Regions from separate parts of the Mus musculus genome. Here all the other regions are linked to region 1. The links are chromatin contacts, called in public promoter capture Hi-C maps. All regions are on one chromosome and are shown on one strand. The core of a region is the stretch at or near the end of the contact, and the rest is flanking DNA. Distances in the headings are between cores, read along the strand shown.

Region 1 (3,317 bases), core at 400-2,899:
GTTTTAATAGACTGATTGCATCCCTTAATATTGTACTGTTTTAGCAGGGTATAAATGACCCAATTATTAACATAGGTCTCAAAGTTATCTGACAATTGCATTTTGCATCTATCAAATCCACAAGTTAGATAAATTTACCTTTCTGAAATATTTGCCACACGTTCAAAGCCAGCAAGCTGCTTCTTGTTCTGCAAGGTGCTGAAAGTGTGTGGGAAGAGGGGGAAAGGCACATGTCAGAAACACGTCTTCTATAGGATCGCAATGGTAGACTTGCCGGTGAGGGTCAGACTTTCTGGGTTGGCATTCTGCCCCCAGGACTACATGGCTTAGTAATCACGACACTTGGAACATATCTCTGTTCTTAGCTAGACGCTGGTTAGCGCAGTGGTAATCCAAGCAAGCACTGACCCTGGGCCAGCAGCAACCTTAGAGAAGGCACATAACATCTCAACATGCGCATAACGCAAATAGATGCTCAATGCACACGAGCAAGCCAGAGTTCCAAAAGAAACACATTTCTACGGAGACACCCCCCAACCCCAAAGTCCAGAACTGAAAAACCACACAACAGGTACTTCCATCTCGAAGGATAAGGCCCTCTGAGATTCCCTTCAAGAATAGAAGGCTGGCATGCGGTGGTCGCTTGGGCGAATCCTAGGGCTCGGCGCCGGTAGCCAGGCGAGTCTAGGCGGCGAGCACGCGGCGCCGCATGCAGGAAAACCCGGGCGGTGCCTTCTGCTGCCCCTGAGCCCCCGACTTCTCGATCCCCACAGCGAGACTGCTCTCCCTGGGGCCCCCCAGATTCCGGTGCGAGCTCACCAGTGCTGGCGCACAGCGCAGGTGGGATAAGGGGTGGCACTGCGGAGCCGCAGCCTCCGCCACCCCGCACCTGCTGCCGCTCCGCAGCGCCACCGGACACCTCTGGTGGTCCTGCCCTCAGGCTCGTCCCTCCAGACCTCCTTAGCCCCCAAGCCCGCCAGCTGAGCGCTCGGCAGGCAGCGCCTTCTTCCTCTGCTGCGCGCGGTGCAGTGGCGGCGCAGCCAGAGCCCGGCCTCGAGCAACCCGCGCGACAGGCGCGCGACACCAAGTGGGGCCCGCGCCCACCGCGCGCCCCTGCTCCTGAGCGGGAGCCGCCTTCCAGGCCGGCGAGCTCCACGACGGCCGCAAGCAGCAGCTCTCTGCTGTCCACCGCGAACCAGGAGGCGCTGCGCCCACAGCCCCGTCCAGCCGCGCCACCGGATCCCCTGCCCTCCGTGCTGGTGGCCTCCGCAGTCTCCGGGCAAAGTTTGCACTGCGGGATCCGAGAGCGCCCAACTGCCCTGCGCTCTTCCTGATTCTGAGGCCGGGGTGCCCGCAACGGTGGCCGCCGCAGCTCCTTACCCTACGCGCGGGCCCCGGCTGGCGAGCCGTCGGCGAGGGCGCATCCTGCTTCGCCGCCGCCCGCTGTCCCTGCGCGGCTGGCTGGTGCGGTGTCACCGCCCCATACTGCCGGAGCGAACTTGCCCGGCGCTCGGCGCCGAGGAGCCCCGGAGCCCTGCGCTCCCGCTGCCGCCTTGCGGCTCTGTTCCGCGCCGCGCCTGAGGCCGCGCGTTGCCCCGCTGCAGATTCCCCCAGCGCCCCCGGCGGACTCGCGCTCGCTCTCACCTCTCCAAAGCGCCACATGTCGTCTCTGGGTTTGAGGAACGTCCCTCTGCCTAGGCGCCCGGTAGAGGCCGCCAGACTCTCATCAAATGCACGGCCCCCGGCCCCCGCTCAGCCCAGGAAGCGGGCATGGGAGCTACTGTCTGACCCGCTTCGGGAAAGACCATGTTTCTGCTGAAGTTGCTTGTGGGCATTGGAAGCATATTTGGTTCCCCCTGGAATAATCGCTAGTCACCTTTTAGGACAGAGGAGGCAAGGTGTGGGGACTGACATCAGCATCTGTAACCTAGGTGGATGCTTATGTCAGGTAGGATGGCCAGCACTTTTTGTTCTAACTCAGGAGCAACCTTGAATTTACCCAGCCATTCTTTTCAGAAAGAAACTGGTGCAAGAGAACCCTCATCATTTAATTCACGAAGAGTAATTATTGCTGGATCTTACAGTGAAACCCTTTCACAATAGCAGTGCATGTTTAGGACGTTAGTGAAGACTCATTCCTTGATAAGCTATAGCATCCTTAATGCAGATACAGAGTATGGGGTCGCAGATATAAAAGTAGGTCACAGGCGGTGCAAAGCTTTTCTGTGCCCCTCTGGGGGCTGGAAGGAAGATATTACCTTCTCAGCGGGCACTTGCGGTTGATTAACGTGTTGGTCCAATGTCAGTATCATAGTTTATGCGAGACAAGGGCAGCCAGGACCAATTACGACTGGGAAGAAAAGGCCCTTTCAAATGTTACACAAACTGGACGCGGAGGCAGCTCCTTTCTCTACTGCAGTGTGTTGTTTCCACTGGAGTAAGCTTAGAGCTTGCTTAGCGTACAGAAAGCACTGGGTTCCATTCCCTGCGCTATGTAATCCCCGCACTGTTGGCATATGCCTGCAATCCCAGAACCCAGGAGGAAGAGCAGAAGCTCAAGGTTATTGTGCAGTCTACTGAGTTCTATGCCCTCCTGGTATCCATGCTAACCTGTCCAAAACAAAACAAAACACCAGAAAAGACTTGAATCGAAATCCTGGGGTTTGCTTCGGTGTTGCAAATTTTGTGGGGCACAGACTGTTCAGTGACTTCTAAGTGACAGCACGAACAGTCAAATCTCTCTCTCCCTGTTGGATCCTTCTTTAACAGCGCTGAGCAGAAAAGCCCACCCAAGCCTCTACCCATTCTCCAGTTGGGCCAAAGTACTTAATGGCACTTTTACACATTATAGAAACTCTGATTTTTCCAAAATGAGAACCTGTAAAATTATTTCAGAAACAGGATATAAGTATTACCTTTTTTGCACACATGTAATAGAGCTTACCATGACTATATAGTTAGCCATAGTCTTAAATGACTCTGAGACAAGGGATTCTTCTTGATAGAACATATTCATTCATTCAAGTGGCTTTTCTAAGATGGATAAATTGCACACATGGATTTCTCCATTTGCTGAGTTCTCTGAAGATGTGCCACTAGGATAAAGTTCCCTGAGTAGTCTATAGTTAAGATTCTGAAGGTCCCCTGAAGATTCGGGTTCTAGAGTCTTGATTACCTGCTAGTGAGGCAGGTGGGGAGTGGTGTTAGGTGCTGGGCCATCAGAAGTGTACCCTTGAAAGGGAATAGAGGGCAACCCCTCCTTTTACTGGTTGCTCCTGATGAGCACCATCCTGAAACCCTGCCCTCCCAGCTGCAGA
Region 2 (3,317 bases), core at 288-2,787, 480 kb after region 1:
ATTGTCCACTGCCACTGAACACTGTAGCTAGGAGATGAGCAGAGGCATCTCTTGCTGGTAAGCTATTGTCAATAGATCTTCCACAGAATTCTCATAAAAGGTCTTTTGATACAATCCAGCCATCTATAAATGTATACCCCACTTTGTTAAGCAATGTTTATGTTAACTGTAATGTCAAGGAATTTTCCTCATTAAGCTTGTCTCTTAGTGCTTGAAGAAAGTCAATGGCTGACTTCTAAACTAACATTGGCTGTAGAAAGGCTCCTGGATCCTTAAGCGAGACAAATGGCCTCCTCCACAGTGTACACGTGAAGGTAAATCTCATTGATGCCTACGACAACGCCTTCTTTGTGTGGTTTGGGTTGAGTATGCTCTTCCTCTAATAAAGGCAAAGCGGCCTCACCTATTTTTCTAATTGTGCTCTCAGGAAGAGTTACAGAACCTCGAACAATCTCACTTTTCATATGCTACAGATACTGCCTTACTCATATGATGGGCTCCAGAGACGTGTGCCATCTCCGAACAGCTGTCATATGCTCTGGATCATTCTCATTGGTTAAGGTTTAATGTGGCCCCTTAGATAGACCCTCCTCTGGGTAACTCTGACTGCTGTTCCTCAGTCATAGACCTTTTTTTTTTCAGCTAGAAGCAGTTAAAAGCAGTCAGTCCCTGCAAGATCCTAACAGCAATTAGGGTGTGACCTCTTAGAGAAGGAAATGAGACCAACAGACTCCCTTTTAGGGAGACAGAGAGAGGAGCCAAGAGTTGGTAATAAATGTGAATTTTCAAAATGGCTAGCTTCTTCCTTACCCTTCTCTTGAGACAAAGGGCTAGCAGCTTGAAAAGAAGGCTTTGTGAGATTTTGTCTCTCATCCACAGGCCACGTGCTGATGTGACTCATTAAGTTCAAAGCTTAGTGAGGACATGTACACAACAGTTCTGGGCCAGTAAACCATTCCAGTTTCCTTCGAACTGACCAACCTTAAATTCCAAGAGGAAGATGCTTCAGAGACTTCAAAGCCCCCAGACTTGAAGAGACTGGATTTTTCAGCTTCCCAAGTCTGCTTATTTTTCTGTATCGCTTCATCACCCCCAATAAACACTTTTCTTCAACAGCTAATTCTTTCTGTGTTGCTTGAGATTTCTCTGCTCAGATATTTTTCTGACTTTTAATTATTTAATTGGCAGAGAAAATGAACAGGATCAAGACACCTAAGCAGTATCAAAACCCCTAGACTGTATCAGTGCAATGTCCACATCGGCTGCTGTTTCATTCAGACTCAACGCTCCTCTTGCTTCAAGCACTGAGGAGGAGATGTCAATTGTGGCACCATGGGTTGCATAGGAGACTCAGGGTTAGGGAAATCATCCATGAACAAAAATAAAGAGATGAGGATGTAATCCACATCGCTGAGATGTGGATTATAGAGGCAGTTTTTTTCCGGAGTATAAAGTAGACCAAGACTACCACAGACTGGCAGAGAATGGAGACTGGTGTAGGAAGGAGTTGCCAAGAGAACAGTGACCGTGTGGTGGTAGGTTATATTGTTCTGCTACATAAAAGAAAAAAGGAAACTGAGAGAACTGCCATATTTGGTGTAGGCTCTCTCTTCATCTGCTGAGACAAAAATGGCATTTGGGGGTGGGGAAAATAGCAGATGGCTTTTCCTATCAAATGCAACTCATGCCAATAAGTTCTTATTTAAAGCGAGTCTACAGTCAGAGGCTAAATTTGTTTTTCTGGCCACGGTTTACTGAATCCTGGGAAGAAGCCTGAAGGGTCAAACTTATTTTATTCCAAGAATGGGTATGGATGGCCTGGATCGGTCTATATTGCTCCTGGGCTCTACTGGGTTTACGGGCAGCTGCTCCCCTAGGTGGGGGCTTGTATTTTGATTCTGGGAACCTTGATTTTAAGAAAGCTAAGAACACGGGAGACTCTCTATCCTCCATGAACTCTAGTTGAACCCGACAGATGTTCAAACTTTTCATTTTCTCCTCCAGCGAGGCTTAATGGAGATTTTGTTACCAGGGTAATCATCTCTCTGTTTGCTCTATTAATCTAGGCTCTCTGAATGTTGACTCTAGATATATAAAGGCAGCTGAAATATCTGTTTTCCCGTTGATTTATCAGCTTGGATTTTTCACTTTGTAATTTTGCTCTCTAATATCAACCCCTTAATTTAAGCAAAAATGAAAAAAAGACAAATGTTTGACTGCCTTCAGTCTAATCTCAACAATGGAAAACGAATTTTAGTTGTTCTTTGGACTGTTTAATATTGGTTATTGCTCTAGCCAAACCCTGCTTGGAATTGTGGCTTTTGAGTCACACAGATCGTGTCCATCTAAGTGGCTGATCCATTTATACTTCCTAAAATATGTCACTTTCAGATGCAGAAGTGGAAGTCAGTGGCAGAATGCTTGCCTAGTATGGTTGATGCTCAGATACAAATCAGCACCAAAAGAGAAAAGCAAGCAAACCAGCTTTCATGGTCCTGTTTCCTTTCTAGTGTGAAGGTAGGAATACCACAGACGATAATTAGGAGGACTAAGTAAGATTATGTGTGTTTACTTCCTGCTTGTATGACTTGTCCTCAGAAAGTGAGTTCCTTAGTTTCTAAGGTAATACCAACTATGGGGAAGAGAGAGAATGGCCTGTGTGCAGAGACTAAATGACTCTCTCTGAACTATATGAGAGGACATGCAGAGCACACCTCCCAGAGGAAGAACAGTAATAGTTGCTTGAGTGACGGTCTGATTTGCTTTGCTCCACATACTGATGATCAGAGTCACTGTGGAGCACACAGTGCTCATTGACCACTGTTAGTGAGTGGAAAGTGTCTGAGGATAAAAAGGAATGTTGTTGCACGTGGCCCTACCCTGACAAAAGGAATTCTCTGTCTTTTTTTTTTCCACTTAAAACTATGTGGTCCTAGACATTTTGCCTGTGGTGCTCTCAGTGTTTTCCCCTGAAAGATTAGAATAGTAAATTAAGTTAGCTTTATGAGTGCCTCTAGGCCATAGATGGCAAATTTGAATCTGGTTTTGAATCTGTTGACAATATAAATAATACACCCAACATGCAGGTGTACTAGAATTGATAGTCACTTGCCAGGGGGACTCTCGGGGTTTCCTAATGTAGCTCTATTTTGAGAATTCATTTTCAGGAAGCCAAGGGCATTTCACGGATTCTCATCACCCTCATATAGACATTTGTCACTCCGTGTTTAAAACAAAATTGAAATTAACCCCTTGGCTCAAGCCTGTTTAGTTAGAAATAATCTTGAAATGCCCTGACCTGGAATAGTAAATTTTAA
Region 3 (3,317 bases), core at 407-2,906, 450 kb after region 1:
GTTAGTCTCTTGCTTTATCAGTGAGAGGTGATTTCATTTTGAATAAGCTTGCCTCAGATCCAGGATACTGTTTTCACTCTGAGAACACAACCAGCCTGAAATTTCTGACATTCATAAGGAAGCTACTAAGAAATAGCTTGAGTTGAGAGTTACTTCAAAGAAATTGGCAATTAAATAGGGCCTTTTCTGATTACACTACAAACTTTATCTTATACCTAGAAGTGATGTAGTTTGCTTGCCTATTGATTTTGTCCTCAAACATCTTTGTGTGAGCAAGATCAACCAAAAGGAAGGCAGTCCAGAAAACGTGGATCAACTCTCAGAGACTGCATTAATTGCAGGTAGTCTCTTAACCTGTGTACTGGGACACTCTGGACAAATGGGAGAGCTGGAGATGGGTTTGTGCAGGTCCAGTGGAGCTAGGTGTATACAGCTTCGGGGGAAGAGTAAGTCAAACACAATTGCAATGTAAAAGGGAGGATGTTCCATTACCTTGTAGGATCATTGGGTCAATGACACAATAACCATTCTCTAGCTCCAATTAAACCAAATTTAAGTAAGGGGTGATGGGACCATCTACAAACCAAAGTAGGCTGAGAAATGAAATTAAGTCTGGTCCTTTGAATCACTGAAGGAAGTGAAACCTCAGCATCATTCATGTAAGCAAGTGTTCAGTCAAACACCAACTAGACAACTACATGGACACAAAGAAATTCTTATTTGGTGTAGTTCAAAACTGCCAAATAATGAAGCAGAGGGAATAGCAAAAATGGTAGAGGGTCTTGCCAGTTATAAGAGATTATATTGCCTCTGGATTTTGGAGAGTTAGTTGAAACATCTTGGGAAATAATGTGAGGTTTTGATCTGTTAGAGGTGTGGTTCCTAATCTGTAGGACACCCAAGAGGGTCACATATCAGATATCTATACTATGATTCAGAACAGTATTAAAATTATAGTTCTGACATAACAACAAAATGATTATTTGGGAAGGGTGGGTCACCACAATATGAGGATCTGTATTACAGGATTGTAGCATTAGTAAGGGTGGGCACCATTCTCTTAAGGGCTTATCGGAAAAAAAATAAAGAACTAGATGTTCTTTCAAGAGGTAGAGTATTGTAGTGTCAAGTTTTAATGGAATGGCATTTTCTGGAGAACAGAAACCCATTTTACAAGGTTTCTTAAGAATTCTGGCTTTAAGTAGTAATCCTTCTGTTTACCTGGTCAGAGCCTGAGCTGTGCTTAGACATCAGCTATGAAAGCTTCAGTAGTGCTACGTACACTCCAGTGAAGTTTGCTTGGCAGGGCGAGAGGCCTGGGAGCACTCACAAAGCAAAGAGTTTCACGGAAACTCACCTCCTGAAACTTTGGCATTCTCATAACCTACTCTTACCCTATCCCCGCATTAGTCTGGTGTATGGATCTATGTGCTCTCTTTTAGTATTATTTTATTAAAAGTGCCTTTTAAGATTGAATTCTGGCATAGCTAAGCCTTCACCAGTGTTCCAACGTCCCAGAAAATCCTTGAAGCCAACAACCTTGGAATTCAGTAGGAATTCAGTGAGAAGGTTATCTATTCTGTAACATTCAACTTACTTCTAGTAGAGACAGTGAAACTAATTAGGTATTACAAAGAACAGAGCTGGAATAGCTTGGGGCTGGTCTGCAGAGTGTTTGCTTGGGACAATAGCCAGTCTTACCCAAACACAATGGCCTAGGTAATAGGTGGGTTTACCATGAAAGAATTAGGGAATCCCACTGAGACAGGAATCTTCACTACAGCCAGGCATAGCAGGCTACATTGCATATTAGAAGCAAGTTGGTGGATTCTTCTAACAAATGGAGGTTCTCCACAGATACTTAAAAGAACAGCCAAGTTACACTCATACAAGAATTTATCAAGGCCTAGGAAATAGGGGGGTTGTGGTATTGCATTATTCATGAGAAGGTCTGCTAGAGCAGAACCCCCTGGTGCTAGCTTTCACAAGGCTCAAAGGAGTAGCACAAATTGTGACTAGGGTGTGAAATCCTTAGCTGTCATTAAGCTGACCCTAGGCAGGACTGCTTTATCTTTACTGTAAACATTTACCTGGCTCCTGTAAGTCCTTCTGAAGTCATTCCTTTGTTTTGTGTCAGGTAACTTCAATGTACTTTGCCTGCTGTGACATCCAACCCCTTTGTTTTCTGTATTATATAAGACTCGTGTTCACTTTGTGACAATACATTCAGATTCTACACAATCTCCTGTGTGCATCTGTCTGTCATTCCTGCAGACTCCTTGCCCATCTGCAACCAGAGACCCGTCCTACACAGACAAGGGACCAAGAGGGTCTGTGGCACAGTAGCACTGCCACTTTGGCAGGATTGGGACCTAACAATCACTTTTCACATCTCCTCCTTTACTTTGCTGCCTTTCCCATTCATGTATCTGTTGTGAGAATAGACCCTGAGATATTGTCTCAGGATTACTCTATTCACTTGTGAGAGGGTAGAGTTTTTCCTAGCATTCTCTACTGCAATAAAGAAAATTCAACTGTTTTACACATTCCTGGGATTTTAAAAGAATCTTGTCTGAAAGTAAATGGGAAAAAAAAAAGTCTTATTCAAACTCATTATGCATTTGCAACAGGGTTCTGAGCCAGATTATTTTGGGGGAGAGTCCTAATACAGTAAGTAAGAAAGTGATTCTGCAGTTAACACCTGTTGGGAATCCCTCAATTTAATTCAATTCCAACACTTACATACCTGGAGACACAGTTAAGTTAGTTCTCACACGTTGAGAGATTGGTTGCTAAGAATAACATCCGGACACTTCAGATGCCAATCATAAACCCCAGGTGTGTCTCCTGTCTTCAAGCTGTAAACAAGGATTCCCATATCCAGTCTCACATTTGATTAATTTGCTAGACCTGCTCACAAAACAAAAGGAAGCTCATTTATTGGTGCACTATCAAGAGTATTGTGAGGGATAAAGATGAAGAAATTTGAAGGGCAAGGAGCCCAGGAGTTCTGTGGGGATTTGGAAACCTCACTTATCTTAGTACTCTTTGTGAGCTTGGTTTTCATAATCTCCACATCTCTGACAATTTGTGGTTTCAAGGAGGATTCATTACACAGGTGAGATTGATTAAGTCATTGAAGTCTGGTGTGGCACTAACAGTCTCAATCTGTTCTGCTGCTTTCTAGCCTACATTCTCAGATTTTCAGGGACTGTCAGCCATCATTTAGTTTAATGACACATACACAGATGCAACACATTGACGATTACAAGGATTTTCAGGTTTGTATGCCAGGAAATGTAAGGAAGACCAAGCTA

Evidence for each region. Promoter capture Hi-C pulls out the DNA fragments that hold promoters and counts their contacts.
Region 2: a promoter capture Hi-C map of hippocampal neurons shows a contact between it and region 1, with 7 times the contacts expected there. The contact joins the enhancer-like site here to the promoter of Gabra5 in region 1. A contact is called at or near these places in 3 of 39 promoter capture datasets (hippocampal neurons, liver and neural stem cells), 2 of 484 Hi-C or Micro-C datasets (cerebral cortex and cortical neurons) and 3 of 115 datasets of contacts at active chromatin or transcription factors (embryonic forebrain, forebrain and stem cell-derived neural progenitor cells).
Region 3: a contact with region 1 is called in a promoter capture Hi-C map of stem cell-derived epiblast-like cells, with 3 times the contacts expected there. The contact joins the enhancer-like site here to the promoter of Gabra5 in region 1. A contact is called at or near these places in 4 of 39 promoter capture datasets (cranial neural crest, liver and stem cell-derived epiblast-like cells), 1 of 484 Hi-C or Micro-C datasets (embryonic stem cells), 3 of 115 datasets of contacts at active chromatin or transcription factors (embryonic forebrain and embryonic stem cells) and 1 of 9 other capture datasets (embryonic stem cells).

Annotation. Positions count from the first base shown.
Region 1 is chr7:57,508,360-57,511,676 of GRCm38.p6, forward strand. It overlaps Gabra5 (gamma-aminobutyric acid (GABA) A receptor, subunit alpha 5), which reads right to left and starts at 1,650. Exons shown (of 11, transcript NM_001362162.1): 1 at 1,381-1,650; 2 at 139-198.
Region 2 is chr7:57,991,009-57,994,325 of GRCm38.p6, forward strand. No RefSeq gene overlaps it. Among named protein-coding and RNA genes, the nearest start is that of Gm23911, 13 kb to the right of the region's middle. Within about 2 kb of position 1,538, at least 11 of the 459 cell types and tissues checked have an H3K27ac peak or open chromatin away from gene starts, as enhancers often do. A contact at or near this core is called in hippocampal neurons, where this site is marked.
Region 3 is chr7:57,957,360-57,960,676 of GRCm38.p6, forward strand. No RefSeq gene overlaps it. Among named protein-coding and RNA genes, the nearest start is that of Gm23911, 46 kb to the right of the region's middle. Within about 2 kb of position 1,657, at least 10 of the 459 cell types and tissues checked have an H3K27ac peak or open chromatin away from gene starts, as enhancers often do. A contact at or near this core is called in stem cell-derived epiblast-like cells, where this site is marked.